2 separate regions of the Gasterosteus aculeatus genome follow, and region 1 is linked to region 2. The links are chromatin contacts, called in public Hi-C maps. All regions are on one chromosome and are shown on one strand. The core of a region is the stretch at or near the end of the contact, and the rest is flanking DNA. Distances in the headings are between cores, read along the strand shown.

The links. A called contact is a pair of places that touch in the nucleus more often than the background predicts.
Region 1: a contact with region 2 is called in a Hi-C map of skeletal muscle, with 2.6 times the contacts expected there. The contact joins the promoter of cdca7a here to the enhancer-like site in region 2. A contact is called at or near these places in 3 of 6 Hi-C or Micro-C datasets (liver and skeletal muscle).

What each region holds. Positions count from the first base shown.
Region 1 is chr16:10,663,863-10,667,555 of fGasAcu3.hap1.1, reverse strand. cdca7a (cell division cycle associated 7a) reads left to right here and starts at 1,782. Exons shown (of 10, transcript XM_040202363.2): 1 at 1,782-2,074; 2 at 2,812-2,952; 3 at 3,040-3,162; 4 at 3,247-3,441; 5 at 3,547-3,624. The coding sequence starts at 2,054. It overlaps map3k20a (mitogen-activated protein kinase kinase kinase 20a), which reads left to right. Exons shown (of 20, transcript XR_013453074.1): 20 at 1-785.
Region 2 is chr16:10,591,754-10,595,978 of fGasAcu3.hap1.1, reverse strand. All of the region lies in intron 4 of LOC120834281 (obg-like ATPase 1), which reads right to left. Among protein-coding and RNA genes, the nearest start is that of LOC120834281, 10 kb to the right of the region's middle. Within about 2 kb of position 1,513, at least 2 of the 9 cell types and tissues checked have open chromatin away from gene starts, as enhancers often do.

The DNA of each region.
Region 1 (3,693 bases), core at 533-3,032, 71 kb before region 2:
CCACGCGTCCAGTTGGATCGACTCTCGCAGCTCCTCGCCAACCACCAGCCTGTCGGCCAAGCTCTCCTCGCTCCATTTTGGGTCGAAGGGCAGCAGCCCCTCCAGCACCACGTCGGAGAGCGCCTCGGAGAGGGAACGAGAGCGGCCACTCAGCGCTGGAGCCGCGCACGACCGCCGCAAAAGCCTCTACTTTGGCAACACATTAACTGTGGGAGGGGATCCGGGGAGGGGGCATGCATGGAACAGTCCTAGAGGTAACTGTGCTCATTATAAAACCAGCAAAACCTCCCGACAGCCAGGGAGGCCACGGTCCAATAGTCACAGTGTCACGCCACAGAACCGCCCCTCCGCGATACCAGGTATATTGTCTGTGACAGAAGACCCTGGCAAAGAAAAAGAGGGGGCCAAAGCCAGCGACGGAGGGTGGATCAAAGTGGAGCGACAGAAAAGATTACCACGTCAGGACAATAAACAAGTCAGAGGTCGACAGAGGAGAGGGGGCAGGGGAGGGCGTGGCGCCGCTGCAAGAACTTGATGGGGGCCACGCGTGAACCCAGCGCTTCCTGACACGTCGTGTTCTGAAAAGGTTTTATGGGAATAATGTCTGCTTGCGTGATGAAAATTAACTGCGTGTTGATGGGATGTATATATGTATGAACACAAGCTCTTTATATTATGAGAAGAAAACGGGCTTCTGTTGGGGGAATATAAATTATGTTTTTTATTTTATAATTTAGTCTTTTCTCCTTGGTTTTCTTCCTTCTAATAAAAAGCACAAATGTCGACCCATAGTAGTGTTTATCTGTTCAAATGTTCTGAGCTGCGTCTTTAGTGGGGGTAGATGTATAAAATGCTCTTATGATTCCACTGTTTGACAATGGTCAAATGCAATAAGATGGGATACGCCTTGGTTGTTTCCCAACATAGGAAAATTTGTTTGCTGCAGCTGCTCAAGTACAGAACCAATGGAATTTAAATAGAGAAAATATGAAACAACAAGAGCCTTTAAAAACTGTAATAATAATAGAAGAAAAAAAGAGAAACTATCACAAGAGCAATAAAGACTTAATTACACAGCAATTTTAAGTAGTGGGATGTGATTAGGAAGCAGTCTATATACAGCACATCAGAAAATATTATATGATTAAAGGATTAGTTTAATCTAGAACTATACTATACGGTAAGTACATATAATGTATATAATGTACTAAAGGAATACAATATATCAACATGTAATATGCTACAGGATACATATATATATATATATATATATATATATATATATATGTCGAACGTAAACTTCATAAACCGAGACGTGCAATTCTATTAAATGTGGTGCAACACACCCATGTTCATGCTTCAATCATTCATACCCACTTCCTGTTGTTTATGGAACCCAGTTTCTGTCTTATCTCGGTTTTGTTGCCAGTCAGTGTTATCTTATTATTAGCCCCCCTTTTACTGCTCTTTAGTAAATTGAATTCCCGTATCTCCCTATTTCCTTTTCCAATATGCCCCTCCTTGAATTCCTTTATAAACTATACTCTTATAGTGAATATTCCTAATTTATTAAAGTCCATGCACTTAATTTACAGGTCCTATCCGCTATGACGTGAAAGCGACTGATGTACTTCAACAGGTTAAATTTGGTTCTTTGTTGGACAGGAATCAACATTTTACCCGCCTTGCATGCAAATTCCGAAATAAAAAAAACTCGCGCCACAGCAAAGCACCTGGAAGGTCCACGTGTGTCCTTCTCTAAACGCGTCATAAATTAACACACTGGTGACGTTTAATCATCTAAAAGGCACATCAAACGTATTTTAGAAATCCCGTTAACTGACCACTGTTTTGTATTTTGAGGCCGCATCTCACAAAAAGCCTAAAGCTCGCGACTACATTTTATGCATCTTGTAGGACCTTCCGGTGGCGCGGAAACAAACCGCGGGAACTGTCTCTGCGTCTCTGCGTGTCTCTCTGTCTCAGTATTGTTCGCTGCAGAGCTGCTGCACTGTGTCCTTCTGCTTGTGTTGGTCGAGTATTTAAAGAAAACATGCCAGCCACCCGCTCCAAGGTAAGAAAACATTATCCGCAATACAACTTTATTACCGTGTTGGGTGAAAAAACGTCCCCTTATTACCACTTTGTAACACTCCAGTAAGGATTACCATTTGAGGGCAACGTTGAGAGTTCATCTTAAATTAACTTTAAGAAATTATTGTTAGCTTGTTAATGACTTAAATCCGTTTGATCTAGATACCTTGCATGGGCCAGTTCATATTTGTATCTTACATTTGAATGTTGTTATATTGATTGGTTCATATACAGAAAATCCACATGTAATATGAGAATCAGATCAGTTCAGTTGAAGGACACCCCTCATGCTTCAGTTTACTGGTTGCGGCTTTTAAAAATATTCAGATATTTGAAAGATTACCACTTCTCTGACTCATTCATTTGTGATACTGGTCGAAAAAAATCAGTTTGAGCATGTGAACCCGGGCGTTTCTTTAAGTGTTTTATTTTAAACCAAAGGGTTGATTGAGAAAACATTGAGTAAACATAACTAAGTTCTCTCATGACTTATTTGAAGTCCAGCCAGTGAGATCGCTTAAAGAAATCCACCCAGGGTTCTGCAGATGTTACTTCAGAAGATGGTTTCCGTATTCGTATCCCGGCCTGATATGATGGCGTCCACAAAGTTCAAAGGTCACTGGTATCAGTGTCGGTGCTGGTATTCTCAGGTGCCTTAATGAAGTGTGTGGAAAGGACGCAGAAACCTTTCCTAAACTCACGTGTGATGATTCACAGAAACTGGCGGCCCAGCCTCCATCCACCAGGATGAGCTTGAGGAGCTTCCGCAGCGTCCCTCTGGTTCCCATGGAGACGTCCTCTTCTTCCTCTGACGACAGTTGTGATAGCTTCGGCTCCGACGGAGGCTTTGCAAACACGGTAAACAACAAACGATGCAAGTCCTCCCGCTGTGAATAAAACGCCGGTAAACATGCGGGGGGCTTAAGACGGTCTCTTGTGTTTTAGAGGATGATTTTAAGACCGACGAGGAGGACGTCAGAGAAACCGAAGGCGTTCAAGGCTTCGTCGGAGGAGGACACGTGCAGCGGGTTTGAGGAGAGTGGGATTAACAGCCAGATGAAGGCCATGGTAAGTTTCCTAGAACTGTATTAACAAACTTCATCAGAGACTGAGAAGGTTTAGTCCTAATCTTTAGTTTTGTGGTTCTGTCAGAAAGTAGACGCTGAACCTCCGAGACGTGGCCGCAGGCCCAACGTCCTGAAGGTCGCCATGACCTTCCCCACCAAGAAAACCTGCAAGAGGCCGGCGTCCCAACTCCCCCAAATTACAGTTCAGGAGTCCGACTCTGAGGAAGAAGAGAACTTCATCGACAAGAGAGCCCTGAATATTAAGGAGAACAAAGAAATGGTACAATCTTCTCTCTCTATTACGTCAGCATCTGGTATTATAACCTGAACTTTGACCTGCACAGCCTCCAGTTTTACTCCTTCATCCGTATTTTTTCTGTGACAGCTGGCAAAGCTCATGGCCGAGCTGAACAAAGTGCCCGGACTTTTCCCCGGACGGAGGTCAGCGTCTGCGTCCACCACGGTAATTTAACCCTGCCGAGAAACACTTGACTGTAAACATCTCACGGTGCACCGTCAGCGCTCTGCATTG
Region 2 (4,225 bases), core at 264-2,763:
ATATATTTGTCCAAACGTGCTGTTGGAAGTGGGCTGTTTGCTTTTAAATAGCAGTTACCTTTGCTACAAGGGAGTGGATCGTGGCGGGACATAAAAATATAAAGAAACATAATGACACATTCATTCACAGAAGAAATATTGGTCACAGATCGACTATCGACTTAAACCTTGCACTTGTTCCCTCTTGCACAATGTGGTGCAATTTTCATCTTCACGAGTATTCATTCAGAAAACAGTTTTTCATACAGGCCTTTGGGGGTTATACAATTGTATACTATAGGAAATATTCGTATTACTATCCAAAGTGGTAACATGATTCTGATGAAGTGAGCTAAGCTCATTATTTCTGCTCAGCAACATTAAAGCGATACATTGGTTGATTGTTTTTTTGTCACAAATCCAATAAAAAAAGCTACAGACAGGAATAAATAATGTCATCTTAATACTTTTTCCCTTTTGAACGTCAATGAACCACATTGTTGCACCATGTGAATTACTTCTTCGTGACCACTGTTGTTTATTTTGAGTCAATCAGTCACCAGTAGTCGATTTGTGCATTAATCCGCTGCTGAAAATACTGCTGAACGAATGCATGTTGTGTATCATAGGGCTCCTTACAAAGCCACTCAAACTCCTCCCATTACTATTACTGTGTAGGGGAAGATTTCCATCGGCAGTGGCGCAAATGTTTTTAAACTTGACAATAAGAACATTTAAAACGGACCCCTTGGAATTCCTTGCTGCAGTGTTTGTTGATGTAGTGGCAAAAAGGAAGTAAACTTGGACCAAAACTGTTGCCCTGGCAACAAAACGGCAATGAAAATGTATTCCTTCGCTGCAAAGTCGGTTCCTGCGTAAGAACACTGATGGATCCAAAGAAGAGAGTCAAATTCCTTTTACAAGTTTGGACATTGTATTGTGCTTGGGAGGAAAACTATGACACAAATGAATGACAGGTTAATTCATAATAATGAATTAGTGAAAATAGACATGCAAGATCACGTAACAATAATGAGGAAACTGAGGACACGTCGATGCCGTTTTGTTGTCTTATTTAGCCATCGCCTTTATTAAAACACACAAAATCCTGAGAAATAGGTGAAAACTCTCGAGCCTTTGTTAGAACAGAACTTAGTTCAGGGATCTAACAAAACACCCCATTCAATAAACCCATTAACTTCGACCCAAAGGAGCCGGAAGTCCAAAAACGATGACCCGTTTCCGTGACTGATCCCTGCAGCACTCGATTGGTTGCATAGATTGAATGACAATGACACAACAATGCATTGAGTAGGTGAAATGATGAGAGATTTACTGATCTGTCTGAGTCACACGCATGGAAGTCAAGGGGCAAGGAGAGATGTTCTGGATGTTTGTTTGTCAGGTTTTACAATTTGTGAGCTGGTGAGTGACACAGAACAACCGTCGGCGATCGGCCCCAACTGGCGTCAGCGAGGAGGCCCGTAAGCCATAAATCAGTTTGAATAGTCAATCCTGTTTGCTCACAACGCCTGGAGCAGAACAATCATTTTGATTTGTTCACTGTAAGCGATGAGTCTCCTGTGTGCTGACGTCTGCGTGATGCAACAACCAAACATGAATGGATCGTCCTGACACATTCAGCAAAGCACAGCCAACTGATGTGATCACTCACATTCATCAGAGTCCGATATTCACTCGTTAATGATGCTTCTTTTGAAAGTCAGGATAGTATAGTCGAGGATAGTCGAGCTCTATATATAGTGAACCTTTTTAGTTTAGTCGCTAGGACCAATTACAGGGTCAATTTGCTGCTGACTGGCTTTGATTTGAACATATTAGCCTCACCACCAACAACGGGAAAAGCACATTGCGACACTCCCCAAGCGTTTGACACATTTGATACACATTCACAGAGCATCTCAATCAGACGTGGCGGCTACGCGCAGCTCATTTGCTTTTGGTCTGTTAGATGTTGTCCAAGCTGCTGTTGCCACAGTTACGGGTTTACATTTACAGAGAATAATGTGAATAAAAAGTGCCCCCTGTGTAGAATTGAGACCCCTCAGCATGTGTCACTACATCTTCTGGTTAGTACTATATTAAGCACTGCCAATGCTGGATGACAATAACAAATTGCTGGTGTTGTTATTTGTATTCTGTAGGTTATGACGGCAATCAATGCACAACGTAGACCAAAAAAAAAAACGTTGTGTCCAACTAAAATTATTTTCCCCGCCAATTAATCTGTCAGCTTTTTTTCAATTAACTTTTTGGTCGATAAAACATTTTGTTTTGTCCTTCAACTTCAAAGACTAAAGTCAATCTTTACTAAGCCGGAGTTACTAAATGTTTGGCCTTATTCCTATTAAAATGTCAGTAATAAATTGGTTGCTGATAGAGGAGGAGAGGGAAGCGCCGCGATTTAGTTTAGATGCTTAAAGCACAAATATCTCGATTAGAGTTTGAGTCTACGCCAAAAATAACAGCTCCTTTGCCCACAACCACAGTAAAGATACAGCATCTTATGCCTCGGTTCTGTGTCGCGCAACCGTAAATAAGTCTTCATTAGAAGTGAACCAGAGCTTTCCTGCTGCGAGAGAGGTCGACACCGTGTGAGCCTTGAAACATCTAATTGCTGGGAACCAAACATCTGGGAATAAAGCCAGGTGAGCTGGCAGAGTTGCTGGGGGGGAAACACAGGAGCAGGTGAAGTACAACGTGTCCGCGTCTCGTCTCAGACAGCGATGGGGGGGGGGTTGCAGCCGCTGAGGAAGCACCGGGAACACTCAATAAAACCGTTTTGTTCATCAGCCATTCAACAGAGTCAGTTTTCAGGACACGGCGTAATAGTTGAAAATCGAGTTAGACTGCTGGCTAGAAGCAGTTGAATCTTTTAAGGCAACGCACAACACGCTTCGTGGTAACCTTTTCCACAACTCCTAAAACAAATCATGGAAGCCCGGGAATGAAGGACCTTGAGGAACAGAAAACTAAGCATGATTTCATCAAGCTTAGGTTCAATTTCTGGTCTCATCAGAGTGCACTCACTATCACCGTTTCCTGTTACTAATGCTGATGACTCGCATCTGTATAAAAAGACACAAATTCACACACAAAAACACACACCTCTCCAGACACGAAAGAGTGTGATCCGCCCCCACACACACCTTTAATCAAGCAGCACCGCATGAAGGTAGCTGCTTCAACGCGGCAGTATGCTCGACACCGGACTGATGTAATGGCAAAACAAAACCCGTTATGTTTAATGGTTAACATGTGAAACACACAACGGCCTGACAAACACACAGACACAGCAGAAGCTCTTGGTCGCCTATTTATGACAGTTGAGGACGTTTTCTTTGCGGGAGCGGAGACAGAAGAGTCGGTTCTGAGAGGATCTGGCATTTGACTCGTACGAAAGGAACTGTGGATGTTTTTAAACCACGTACAAGGGGATGTTAAAAGTATAAGAAACAATGATGACGCACCATCAAAAAGTGAACAAATCAAAATATACGTTTTGACATTCTGATTAAATACTAATTTAAATCCCTCACTGGTTTAACGAATTTATTATTAATCCACAGCCGAATATGGTCCTAAACAATTAACACTATTAACTCCTATTGGAATGAAGTTTGTGACCAGCTGTGTGCGGATGTTACATACCGTTGTATTTATTCAAAAACAACAACTTAATACATTGTTAGTTCTGTTTACAAAGGAAGAAAATAAAGAATCACAGAGGCTTTAGGATTCAAGTTGGATTTTACCAAAAGTGAACTGATGAACCTGTTAATTGAATCTTGGGTGAATTGTTCACTCGGTAGATCTTTATTAGCTCTTATTCCGGTTACTCTTCTCACAAACTACAGAGTCAAAGGCTATTTGAAAACTGTGCATCACTGACAAGTCATTACGTTTATTCCAGGATGGAGACAATTTAAAAACCAGAGAGCAAAATGGCATTAATCTGAACCCTTTCTTCCAAGCATGCCACCATCGACTCTCCAATCACAGTCTTTCACACAGCCGATGTCAATGAAAGAGTATCAGTCAAAAAATCGGCTACTTTTCAAAGGGGCTCCGAAGTCATTTCAATTTCTGTAATTTTAATGGCTTGAGCATGTAACACTTTAATTGTGTTAGAGACCATGTCAGAGACACAGAGGAGCTTGAGGGAGACTTTATTTGCAGTCGGGGAGGGACAGACTGAAGGCACAATCACACTTCTACAATCCCA